Regions from separate parts of the Mus musculus genome. Here regions 2 and 3 are each linked to region 1. The links are chromatin contacts, called in public HiChIP or PLAC-seq maps. All regions are on one chromosome and are shown on one strand. The core of a region is the stretch at or near the end of the contact, and the rest is flanking DNA. Distances in the headings are between cores, read along the strand shown. Region 1 overlaps Gm33083 (a long non-coding RNA gene). Region 2 overlaps Epha4 (Eph receptor A4). Region 3 overlaps Epha4 (Eph receptor A4).

What was found. HiChIP or PLAC-seq counts read pairs in DNA pulled down with a chosen protein or histone mark.
Region 2: a CTCF HiChIP or PLAC-seq map of the NIH/3T3 cell line shows a contact between it and region 1, with 5 read pairs. The contact joins two enhancer-like sites. A contact is called at or near these places in 1 of 15 datasets of contacts at CTCF or cohesin (the NIH/3T3 cell line) and 1 of 115 datasets of contacts at active chromatin or transcription factors (pancreatic cancer cells).
Region 3: a contact with region 1 is called in a CTCF HiChIP or PLAC-seq map of the NIH/3T3 cell line, with 11 read pairs. The contact joins two enhancer-like sites.

What each region holds. Positions count from the first base shown.
Region 1 is chr1:77,868,181-77,872,327 of GRCm38.p6, forward strand. The region is part of intron 1 of Gm33083 (a long non-coding RNA gene); the gene reads right to left. Gm33030 (a long non-coding RNA gene) reads left to right here. Exons shown (of 4, transcript XR_373561.2): 3 at 3,025-3,095. Among named protein-coding and RNA genes, the nearest start is that of Gm33083, 26 kb to the right of the region's middle. Within about 2 kb of position 2,146, at least 8 of the 459 cell types and tissues checked have an H3K27ac peak or open chromatin away from gene starts, as enhancers often do. A contact at or near this core is called in the NIH/3T3 cell line, where this site is marked.
Region 2 is chr1:77,460,017-77,464,163 of GRCm38.p6, forward strand. All of the region lies in intron 3 of Epha4 (Eph receptor A4), which reads right to left. Among named protein-coding and RNA genes, the nearest start is that of Mir6352, 35 kb to the right of the region's middle. Within about 2 kb of position 2,420, at least 86 of the 459 cell types and tissues checked have an H3K27ac peak or open chromatin away from gene starts, as enhancers often do. A contact at or near this core is called in the NIH/3T3 cell line, where this site is marked.
Region 3 is chr1:77,487,754-77,491,900 of GRCm38.p6, forward strand. The region is part of intron 3 of Epha4 (Eph receptor A4); the gene reads right to left. Among named protein-coding and RNA genes, the nearest start is that of Mir6352, 6.9 kb to the right of the region's middle. Within about 2 kb of position 1,833, at least 21 of the 459 cell types and tissues checked have an H3K27ac peak or open chromatin away from gene starts, as enhancers often do. A contact at or near this core is called in the NIH/3T3 cell line, where this site is marked.

The sequences.
Region 1 (4,147 bases), core at 896-3,395:
TACTACAATTCTTTAGGAAAGATGTTATGGTGACCGCCCCCCCACCATAAAATTATTTTTGTTGCTACTTCATAACTGTAATTTTTCTATTGTTGGGAGTCATGATGTAAATATCTCTGTTTTCTGATGGTCTTAGGTGATGCAATTCCTGTGGAATGTTAGTTGACCCTTAAAGGGGGTCGGGGGTCGTGGTCCACAGATTGAGGACCGCTGCTTTAGCTGTAGTACTGTTTCTTGAGGAATTCAACCTGCAGGTGTATTTTATACCTGCAGCCCTTAGACTTGACTGCTGCTGGGGTATCATCTGTATTAGACAACCCTTATAAGTCTCCTCTTTCCTTTCCTCCCTTACCAACCTCTCTCCCCACCTACATCCATCTCTTTTCCTCCTCCTTTCTTCACCTCTTCCTTCTTTCATTTCTCTCTCTCTCTCTCTCTCTCTCTCTCTCTCTCTCTCTCTCTCTCATCTACACACAGAGAATCTCTTGGTTATGTTTTTATAGAGAATGTTGACTAATACTAATAAGATGTTAAGGATGGAACTGGAAGAGGGGCTGTGTGGGGGAGGACTAGGAGGAGAAGTGGGACTGCGATCAAGATGATGAGAGAGAGAGAGAGAGAGAGAGAGAGAGAGAGGAATGGGGCTGAAGAGAAGGCTTATAGTTAAGACTGTCTACTGATCTTGCAGAGAACCCAGCTTCAGTTCCCAGCACACACCTCAGGCAGCTCACAGATACCTCAACTCCAGATCCAGGGGATCCAACACTTCTGGCCACTGTGGGTACCTACATGCCCACCGACAAGCCCGTATGGTGAAATACATAAAATTTTAAATAACATAAATAAATCTTTAAAGAGGTATTTATATCTGTATTATGGTTATTCCAGTGAAACAAGTATAGACATTTTATAAATCAAAAGAATATACTGGTGTATAGCTGCTGTGGTTTTTCAAAATGCCTATTTGAAAGAGAACTCTTGAAGTAAGAGAAATCTCCAGGCCACCCATGAGTCACACCATCATAGAGATTCCCCTGATCAAAACCAAATGTCATATTGCTGCTTGAGAAATGTCACATAATTAGAAGGAGACTGAATAAGAGTCATCCACCTGCCACAGCATGAGGGAGGGGATGTGAGAGAGAATGAATGGGAAGACAAAGCTGGTGACACACAGTGACATAGTGTACCTGGTACAGGGCTTGGCCCTGGAGGCACAGCAGGCCCCACAGCATTCATACAGCACAATGGGAAGAGATGCTGTGAGCAGCTCATGCCATCAAAGTCGAGTTACTGCCAATAAATCATAGAAAGACCACAGCATCCCTAAGAGCAGAAGAGAGCCTTGTACCTTCCCACTCTTTCCCCACATGAGGACCCCCATGGCTCAGCTTAAAGGCTAGACACATGAAAAGGGGCTATGTACCTACTGAGCATTGATCTTTCTACTCACTTGTTCGGACTGATGCATTTTACTGATTCAGACAAAATTATAATTTGCTTTTTGTAAGATTCCTTCCTTATGAAAAGATTATAATTTATCATGTATTTTCCCCCAAAGTAATAATCTCTAAATCACTCGATGAATGTATCCCTAAATTGTGGTTTAAATAATGCATCATGATGCACAAAGTAACTAGGGTAAGATGGAATTTAACAAATATATCTTTCAAGTATTAACATGCTGTCACTACAGATTTAACTTGGTGATAGAGTGCTTGCTTAGCATGGGCATGAACCTGGGGGTAATTTCCTGTACAATTAAAAAAAAAAGACAATTGGTGGCTGCTGAGAGAAGGAGAAGAGTTTTCTTCAAGAACGATACCCCTGACAGGTTCCCGTGCTTCAGTGAATGATCTACACATGCGCACATACTGGCATCACTAAGCACAGTTAGTGGTTTTTTTCTTTTTAAAGGAGCACATAATTTGGGAGGGAATAGTGGTGGGCAAGAAAGTGGAAGAAATGGGGGAGTAGGAATACATGGTGACTTTGAGCAGAACATATTATATACATGTATGAGATTTTCAAACAATAAAAGCAAACAAAAACACAGCAAAAGCCCAAAGAAGCACATAGCCCAACCACGACTCATTACATTCTTATTACATTCTTGTAACACTTACTGATATGCCACAAGTATTATAAAACAAACCTAAGAGTAGAAAACGTCCAAGTTCTTGCAATCTTCAGCAATAGTGACTTACCATGTAGCTTGGGAGGACAGCAAAGTGCCTCTGTTGTTCTGGAACCTCACAGAAGCCTCCAAGCCAGCAATTCATAAGAAGAAATTCTCAAAAGGCAATGAGATTTTTCATTTAAAATTGTATGGCTTTTAGTAGCAGCAAAAACGTCCATTAAAACTACTTTTCTTAAAATCATTATAATTTACATTCAGCTTATAAAGTAGTGAGTTACTATATGGTTATTTTTCCCATCTATTCAGAGTTCATAACTAACCCTAACCCTTGCCTGTCCTAGATGAAGAGTTGACTATTGATATTTTTTACTACATGAACACATAGACAAATAGCCTTCTAAGCATATCTGTTAATACACATAGGCTAATACTGTTCTCTGATTTGGACAGCGAAGGTCATGTTCAAAGTGGCTGACAGTGGATGCAGAGACTCACAATTGGTCAAATTGCTGAGGATAAATGATCTTGAGTTCTCATCCCTACACTGGGCATCAATAAGACCCTGTCCAAGGACCAGGGAGCATCATAAGAGAGGAAATAGAAAGACTGTAAGAGCAAGAGGGTGGGGAGGAGTACTGAGCTGTCTTTGGGATGTGACACACCTGTGACAGTCATGATGCACTGTACAATAGCTACCTGCACATCCAAAGTCAAAAATCCATGAAAGTCAGAGGGGTAATGGTTGAGAAGCATACAGGGATCCATGAGCATGGAAGGAAGATGAGAGGGCAACAGGGGCTGAGGGTGATCAACATGCTTATAGACACATGTAAAGACTATAGTAAATAAATTAGAAGATCTAACCTTTTCTGTATTTATTCTAGTAGGTTGCCCCACATGGATTCCCCACGAGGATGATGCACCAGGAAGAACTCTTCATCTCCCGGATGCCTGGGTATCTGTCTAATATTTATCTACTGAAAATACTAAAGCAATAACCACACTTCAGCATGTTAAGTACAAATCAGTCCAGTGAGGCCAGACCTGCCGACTCAAAAAGATGTCAGAGAAATTTCTTTGTAAGGGGGACGTCATAAAACCCTTGAACTCTTCTCCCTTGTGTGTCTCAGAGGAAAGTGGTTTCTCCAAAACCCTAAGGAAGCCACTTTAGCATTTTTTTTCAGAACATAGCTTTGTATTCATCCATTCAGTGCACTCATCTTAGATGCTTTTTAAAAATAGCACATTATTATCTAGTCCTGTGACTTAAGTTTGTTTCTCCTTTCTCCCCTGCAATACAGATTTAAACTTCCAAGGGCAGGCATGGTCCCCTATGCCTCTCATTCCTCCACACTGCGGGTGATTCTTAGAGTCATGTTTACCTAATTCTTCAGAGGCTAATAATTCACTACCTCACTCTGGTCCAGGAAAGCAAGATAAGTTTAGTGGTGTCAAACAAATTGTGGTGGCCTTTATTCATAATGCATTTGCTTCAAATGCCAGCTTGCTGCAAATATATGCCAGGGACCTGCCAAACAATAAAAAGAATAAAGGTTCATGGCCCAATGTCCCACAAAGTTTACTGACCACATCAGTAAATCTCTGTGAGGTAGAACAAGGACAGCCAGCTCTGAATTCAAGCAGGCCAGTGGTGTAAGGAAGGGCAAACATGACTTCAGTGCTTGTCAGCTGGGACAAAAAGATGCACTCGGCCATCCCTACGCAGATGGGAGACTTGGGGGTCTATGAATACTCCTTATGGAGCTGTGAAAATCTGCAGAGGCCATCAGTCCACAGATTTACACTTAAGATTCTGAAAACTAAGCAATCAGGACTGGAGTCTGCATGGCTAGCCATTGTTCTACTATAGTGATGAGCTACTTATGATAAAAGATGCAGTGTGCGGGAGAAAGAATTATCCTGAGGAGGACCACGATACCAGTTTGCTTCAGCAACAGCACAGCAGTTTGGAGCTAGACTGCTTATTTCCAACCTTTTAGGATCATA
Region 2 (4,147 bases), core at 1,170-3,669, 410 kb before region 1:
AGGGTAGTCTAGGAATTGAGTCGTGACGTCATCTACAACACAACTTTGTTCCCATTAAGATCATTCTTCAAAGTCAACTTTATCTTACAAGATTCCCAAGACTCATGAACTTATAATTTAGAAAAGATTTCACCCTTACCCCACTTTGTGGGGGTGGGGGGTGGGGCAGAGATCCTCCTGTCACAGTGTCCTGAATGTGAGGATTATGAAGGAAAAGCTTCCACATTATGCTATGGAGTCATTAAATATACCTGTGCAGGGCTCAGCATCGGGTAGGGGATGCTGGACAGGGTCTGTGTGTTCACCGCCAAGCATTCTAGTGACAAGCATAGAAGTCAGCAGGTGGAGAGGGTGGGAGCTGGGAAGTGAGCTTGAGCTGGAACCCAAGCTAAGAAAGGGGCAGGAAGGAGGAAAAATATGTAAGGAAGCAGGCCAAGGGCCAGGAATGTTGCACCCTGGGGTAAGTGTGGAAGACAGAACAGAAAGCATAGGTTTGCTATTTATTTGGAGTTGAGAGGAACGCCAAAGCTAGGAGCCTGGGAGACAGATACAGATAACAGCTCCTAAGAGTCTCAGGTGCCACCCTAAGAATCTCAATGGGATTTCCCAAAGATCCCATTAGGAATTAAAGATACAGGTCGGTGGCAGAGTACTTGCTTTGAATGCACAAGGCCCTGGGTTTGATCTTCAGTACTCTGGGAAAAGGTTCACTGACTATTGGAATGTGGGCCACCCCTGAGGTGGTAACCAAGGGATGGGGTGGAGGAGATGGGACTAAGAGTCAAGTTCCATATCAGTGACAGAGGAGACCAACCTCCTTCTACCTCACTCTCAGTAAACATTTCTTTAAGTAGACCGGAGATTCCAATCAAGTGACAGAGGAGTGATTTCTGATTTCCCTTTGGCTCTATCTCTCACCGTGAGTCATGTCTAGAGCCACCTGTGCGGGGCTATCACTTCCACAGCTAATTAGGCTCAAGACGCCTCCCTGTCCTGTAGCCTTTCAGAGGTGGGAATCAGGCCTGGTCCTGACCACTTAAGGAGGGCCACACCTTGATAGCAGCCTCATGACAGTGCCATGACTCCCAGGGATCCCACCAGCGGCCAGATTCCTGAATATGATTCAAACCGGAATTAAGTGCAGTTGGTGAGAACCTGCCAGGGTTGCCAGAACTGAAGGAAGAGTTATTACAGTTTTTGGAATGGCATCAAGTAGCAACTGGTGTGGGCAGTGTGCTAGCATTTAGTGTAAGGTATTTCTTTCTGGTCGCCTCTGACAGGTAACCTGACCTAGCTCTGAGATAGCAAGAAGCCAGCCAGCTGGTATCTACAAAACAAAGTTGCCTGCTTGCGGATTTCGTTCCGCATACCTTCATTTTTTGATTGCCCCTGCTTCAGGAACTTCAGTCAAGCTTACAGGAAGTGAGGCCCTTTGCCCAGATGCCTACAGCTAAGTAGGGAGGGGCCAGAAGGAAGTCTTATTTGCAGACCACTTTTCCCTTACCATTTTGTTGTTGTTTGGTTTGGTTCTTGTTGATTTGGGGGGGCTGGTGTTGTTTGTTTTACTTTATTTTGTTTTAAGACCGGAATTTATGTAGCCCAGGCTTGGGAGGAACTCCTGATCTTCCTGTCTGAACTTTCCAACTCTAACGCAAAGCACAGTCAGTCTTTTAGATATCCACAGTACAGGTCCCCCTGCAGAACACACTCCAAGCTCAGCAGCAGCCAGCGGCCTTTTTCTTGTTTACTGTTTGAGCTCTGGTGTTTCCAGCAGTTCTTGAAAGTGGAGCTGCTGCCTGTCTAGTGATAGTGCCCACACTGACCGAGTACAATGACTGAGGCCACTGCTGGACTTAGTATCTACATGACAAGGAGAGCCCCTAGCACCTGGACAAAAGGACACTTGGACTACCCACCTCTTGTTACAAGCTACAAAGAGTTTTTTTTCCCCCCCCTAGGTTCTCTTTTTTGTTCCTATTGCCTTTGTGACTTGCATTTCCCCCCTCAAATGGCCTGCCAACAGTACAGACTCTGTTGGAAGTTGCCAAAAGGGAAGCAGGGACAATTCCACCCCAGGCAGGCAGAAAGGATTGCTGATAATCCTTGCAGGCTGGGAGGGGCAGGGGAAAAGGCCTTTCTATGGCCTCTTGTTAGGAGAGCTTGTCACCTCAGGGTTGTAGGGAGCCTGTGGCTCTCTCTGCTTGTCCACCAGGAAACGAATGCAGCAAAAATGAATGCAGAGGATGGGATCATTTTGAAGAGTTACAATACTTAGATATGAATAATTTTCTGAAGAGCGATTGCAGTAAATGTTGAAAGGGGTGGAGTTGGTGAGGAAAGACATCAACCCTAACTTGGGCAAAAGCTTGGGAGCCCAGGCAGATAGGATGGGAGATAAGGCTCCAACTGGGTTAGTCACACCCTCCTACACACAATTCACTTGGCAAACACTCTCACTAACAAAGCAGGCCCGTGCTTCAAACAGAAGGCAGTACAGTCCAAACACCCAGGGTGCCTAGAAAGGTAGTTTTAAATCATTTTAAAAATTTTTACCCAAAAGATCTGGGGAAAAAATATGTTTTTTTTTTAAATGAAAAAATCCATGACACTCGTATGGCCACAGAAGAAGTTAAGGTTCCCCACTGAACTCTCTGAGAAGGCGACAGAGACAACAGAGGGTCTCAATTTGTATTGAAGTGGAAGACAGATAGATGGTTATTCCAACACAGGAATCGAGGGAAAGGAGGGGATGGAGAGGAGGGACCAGTGACAGTCGTGGACCCCATGCCCCTTCTTTCTGTTCTCAGGTCAATCCATTAGGATCTCTCTCTCTCTCTCTCTCTCTCTGCTCTTTGTTCCAGCTATAAAAAAAAATCCTACTTAGTTTAAGACTCCTGTCCTTCGAGGGTATAGGTGTCAGCCCTATCATTGCCTTGGAAATGGAAGTCCCTCCTAGAGTTCAGAAGAAAGGAACAGGTAAGAACAATGTATAGTGTATTCTATCAAAACAAAAACAAAACCAAAAAAACAAAATAAAGATTCACATACAGCTCTACACACTTGTCTCAGAACCCAAAGAAACAAAAGGTGTTCTACCTCCACCAACAACCGGCAGGGTCCCAGCTCCAGCCTCTTGATTCTTTTTCCATCATCTAGGGTCTACCTACTGCCCTCTTTCTCTCCCTTTTTCTCTTTGTGGGCCATTATGTAAATCTAAAGGATATGTGTTCATTTGTGTAATAAATGAAATGTTCATAGATGACTATGCCACAATCCCTAAGCTCCCCCACCCCCCACCCCTTATGCTATACAATTCAAAGAAAGAAAAGTCAAACCGAGACTCCCATTTGGCACCCAGCCCCATTTGTCCCTTACCACCTACAAGCTCCATAGAAGCAGCCTGCACACCGTTTGTTCTTGTTTGGATTGGTTTTCACACATTCGCAATGGCATATGACTAAAGTCTTAACTCGTTCCTGAAGTCTAAAGGCAGGCATGACCTCAACCATCAAGCATTACTGCACTCGGGAATTATAATTCAAATTCATACCTGCATATGCACCACTTCCTGCCTTAACAGTCACGTGCTCACTTCACTCCACTTGCATCCTTCACTATTCAGCATCCGATTGAGAGGCCTGGAGAATAAGATCTCTCTCCTCCATCTCTCTTCTTACAGAAAGCTTTACATTCTCTCTAATTGTTCTGAGATGCTCCAATGCAGTCTTTCTCTACTTACCTCCCCTCCCCACAAGACCGCTCCTCACTGTGTAGCCCAAGCTATCCTTTAAGCTCATGACCCTCCTGCCTCGGCCTTGCATCCCTAGGATTACAAGGCTGTGCTCTCATATCTGGCTCCTGAAATCTTGTTTCTAAAAGTTCATGTAATCTCTGACTTTTTCCCCCTATAAGTTGATGGATGGTTCTGAACAAATGAAAGAAAGCCATCAATCATCCTTAAAATTCATATTTTATAATGACATGATAACATTTTGATGAACCCCCTTGACAGTTCTACTTTTAGTATGCATTCTTTGAGAAATATACCATGGCACATTTAATACCTCTTTAAAATATATTTGCATTTTATTAACTTTCACAGCATCTGCATTCATTTGAAATTTCCTATGGCTCATATTTTATCATA
Region 3 (4,147 bases), core at 583-3,082, 380 kb before region 1:
AACAATATGCTTTTCTACCATGACTGAGAATGCAGAGGATAAATGAAGGATAAATGAATGTTTCAGATTCAAGGAACTGGGGTGGAGTGGGGTGGGAGCTCTCTTCATCATCGTTAAATGGCAAGGGCTTTCAAGACCAAGGCCTCAGTCAGAGAGAGTCGAGGATGGTGAGAGAAAAGGAGAGGCATTTTTCTATATTTTGTTTGCACAATTGGAAACACATCTTGTGCGAAGCCCAAGAAGTTTTAAAAAGGAGAAGTGCGTGGCTTAACTGGATCATTAGCATGCCGAGCGAGCGGAACTGGGACAGGTGTGTGCTAACGTGGTATGGGCACATGGCTGACCCAGTTTCAAGGCAGTGATGCTCCGGAGGGGAAGAGGATAGATGCTGAGGTCACAGAAACAACAGATAACAAAGTAATAATAGCACTTAAGTCAGGGAAGAAGGAAGGAAGGAGAGTTACGCAAGTCAGAGACATCTCCAGTCCCATTTTCTACAGAGTGGGTATTTTTAAGTTCATACTTAAGCCATGAAGTCATTTTTCTCTCTCATTGGTGAAACCCTTGCAGGCATTTTGTAAAACTGTTAGGCCACAAGGCCCAAGCTATTGTATGAAAACAATCTGCCTCATCGAGTGAGAAGAATGGCTTGGAGAAGGGCTGACGTTTCTGAACTTTCAGGGCATCTTGGTTAGGCGGGGAAAGCTCCAAGAGTCAGAAGCAATGATTTGCATCAGGCAACTTAAAATACATATAATCCATTATATTAAAAGGTAGCTGCCAACAACTGTCACAGGTAGACGAGGAATCCTACCTTTGTTTAAAACAAGCTTTAAAAATTAATTGATCTTCTTATTTTTAGAAAGGGAATAAAGGCTTTGATGCTAAATATCTTGAAAAAGTAAAGACTTAGAAGAACTTTTCTCATAAGCAAGCGCTAATGAGTTAAAAAAAAAAAAAAGAGCTCCTTTACTTTGGAGTTCTCTTTGTTAATAACTCGTGCATGCAAATTAACATGTGATGACCCAATATTTATGCTATTTCTCACTACATTTGTCTCAATCCAAGATAAACATGCATCTCAAATTTTTTTTGGTATATATGAAAGCCTTTACAATAAACATATTTAAATCAAATAGTTCAGATTATTTGAAAATAGTAAAAACTAGTTCATGGTTTTCTGAGGATACTGAAGGAGCCAGGGAGGGCTAGCCTCAAATTGGGGGGAAAAAATAATCAGTGACTAAATAAAAACAAGGTTGGTTTGAGTCACCCATGTAAAACAAACAACAAACAAACAAACAGGTATTCGGTGGTAGTGGTGGGGGTATTAGGAGGCTCAGAGCTGATTAAAATCGACTTTCGCTCAACTGCTGAGCTCCAGGTTCTTTAAGAGACACTGACTCAAAACTAAGGCGGAGAGACAGATAACAGATAACACACTCATATACACACATGAATACACAGAAAAACATCTCTTATTCACACACACACACACACACACACACACACACACACACACACACACAAATTAAAAGGTAAAAAAAATACAAAAAAAAAGAGAAGTGGAAGAAAGGCCAAATCACAGAAAACTTACTACAGCTATAAAATACTATGCAATAGTTATACTTATTGATCAGGAAAGATTTTATGATCATTACATGTGAAAATAATACAAATTTAAGAGTGCACACGTGCTTGTATGTGCGTTCAAATACAAAGTGTATGTAAAGTCTGGAAGCCCAGACAGAAACCAGTGGACATGCTCGGTCCTTCACTGTGCTAAGAGTGGTGATGACTTCGCCATTTTTACATTTGTCGGGTGTTCCACATTTTAACAAACCACAGGAATTTGTGATTTGTTTTCAAACCCAATAACTGTGTGATTCATATGCTCCCCTGAACGTGGCTTTCGGCTATATTTAGACAGGAGAGTTTTCCATGCTATGCTAACACAATAAAACAAGAGTATAATTAAATCTGTTATAGTCTACTTAAATATTAATCAGTTGAAATAGATCATTGATTGAGAGATGAAAACTAAATTATTTTGTTCAATGACTTCATACACATATAAATACATACAATGTATATATAAAGTGTTAAGACTGCACACTTAAAAATACATACATACATACATACATACATACATACATACATACATGTATAGAGGTCTCAGACTGCTGGTGCAGGCATGAAGAAGTATACATAAAACCACTGAAGAAGTCCCAGGCATGTGGGGAGACACACAATATGGAAACCCTTTTATTCTATTTAGTTTTCTGTTCCTATAATAAGATAATCTGATTAAAAACAACTTGGGGGAGGAACAGGTACTTTATTTAGGTAATATTTATAGGTCATAATCTATAACGAAGAAAAAAATCATTTAGTTAACCACCCTTCCTTGAGCTTCTTTGTCTTTTTTTCTAGACCATGAACAGAAATTTCCAACCAGTAGGCAAATTCAAGGGAAACCTATCATCCCTTTACTCTGCGATACAAATGTTAAGATGGGAAGAACTTTCTCTGGGGGTGGGGTTGGGGGAGGAGAAATGTCTTAGTGGCTTGCTGGGCAAGCATAAAGAACTGAGTTGGATCCTAGCACCTACTAGCACCTATGTAAGAAGCTGGGCGTGGTCATGCACATACCTATAACCTCAGCGCTGCGTAGGGCTGAGACCAGAGGATTGTTGGCATTTGTCGGCTTCTAGCTAGCCCTAGGTTCAGTGAGAGATCCTGTTTTGGAAGAATAAGGTGTTATGGTGATAGAATAAGACACTTAAAACAGCCTTCTCGGGCCACCACACACACATGGGCATGCATCAATACCCTCCACACAGCTCGCATGCATGCACACACATACAGAGGTAGATGATGGAAGGGAGACAGAATAGCAGATCATACCCAGAGAAAGCATGGTAGGCAGTTGGAGAACTTGGAGCCTGGAGGCTGGGCTGCCCCTTTCTGCAAGCCTCCTAGAAGAGTCTGCCTGGCCCAGGGGACCTTTCTGTGCCTCTGCTTTTTATCTGGGGATACATACAGTACCTGTCATCTAGGAGTGTTTCAGGACTAAAAAAGCTAAGACTGGAAGAGCACAGGGTAATAATTTCTTACAACAACATTTTCCAGCTCTATTAATGTGTGTTTATTGTGGAAACTCCCAGTGGAGCACCATTTGGTTTTTGGAAAATAATAACAGCTTTCTTGCTGGCATCGACAGAAGAGCATCTTCTCTTTCTTTTCTAAATAACAAGACCCTGGACCAAGATCCCTACTCTGAGAAACAGGATATGTTTAGAGCTGAGTGCCCCAAACATTCATCTTAGAATCTTAGAGTTATAAAGGTTCTTCTAGATTTTAGGTCTGTCTATAAGTATATATGTCAGATGAATATGTATCCCTGGGAACTAGGAATTGTGTGTGCATGTGTGTGTATATGGGGAGGGGGTTTTACTGGCCTATTACAGTGACTATGGGATGACACCCTGAGTTATCAGTGACTACTGGAAGTACGGAGTTTCCCACAGGTAGATCTTCATTTAATTCTTAGTTGAGAATTACCTAGTAAAGTGGGTCCTGCCCCATTTGTCAGTGGTGCCCACTGAGAAACAGAGGTCTCCGGGTCCCTATTCACAGAAACCGTTGGGTGGCAAGGGTCATCTAGCCAGTGTGAATGTGTGCACAAACAAAAGACAGGCAGATTGAGCTGTACTCTTGGTTAATTAGAAATAGTGACATAGCTAAACTTAGTGGTCCAGGCCTGCAATCAATCCCAGCTATTCAGGGGCCTGCACACAAATCCAAAGCTTACCTGGACTGCAGAGTGATTCTAAGATCATTCTGGGTAATTTAGTAACTAGACCATGACTCAAAAGGCTTAAAAAGGGGGATGCAGATATAGCTCAAGGGTAGATGACTTGCCTAGAGTGTAGAAAGTTCTGGATTCAATCAATCCTCAGTGCCAAAAATAAATCCCCTTTCCTTCCCTGTGTGGCAGTGGATGCTATCTTCTGGGGATCTCTGCACTCACTGTGGCCTACGGAGTAATTTGTTTAGCTAAGTGAAACCTCCAAGTCCTCAAAATCCACAAATCACTTTGTCAAAGCTGCTGCTGAAGGCGCCCCAGTGTTTCTACAGTCACCCT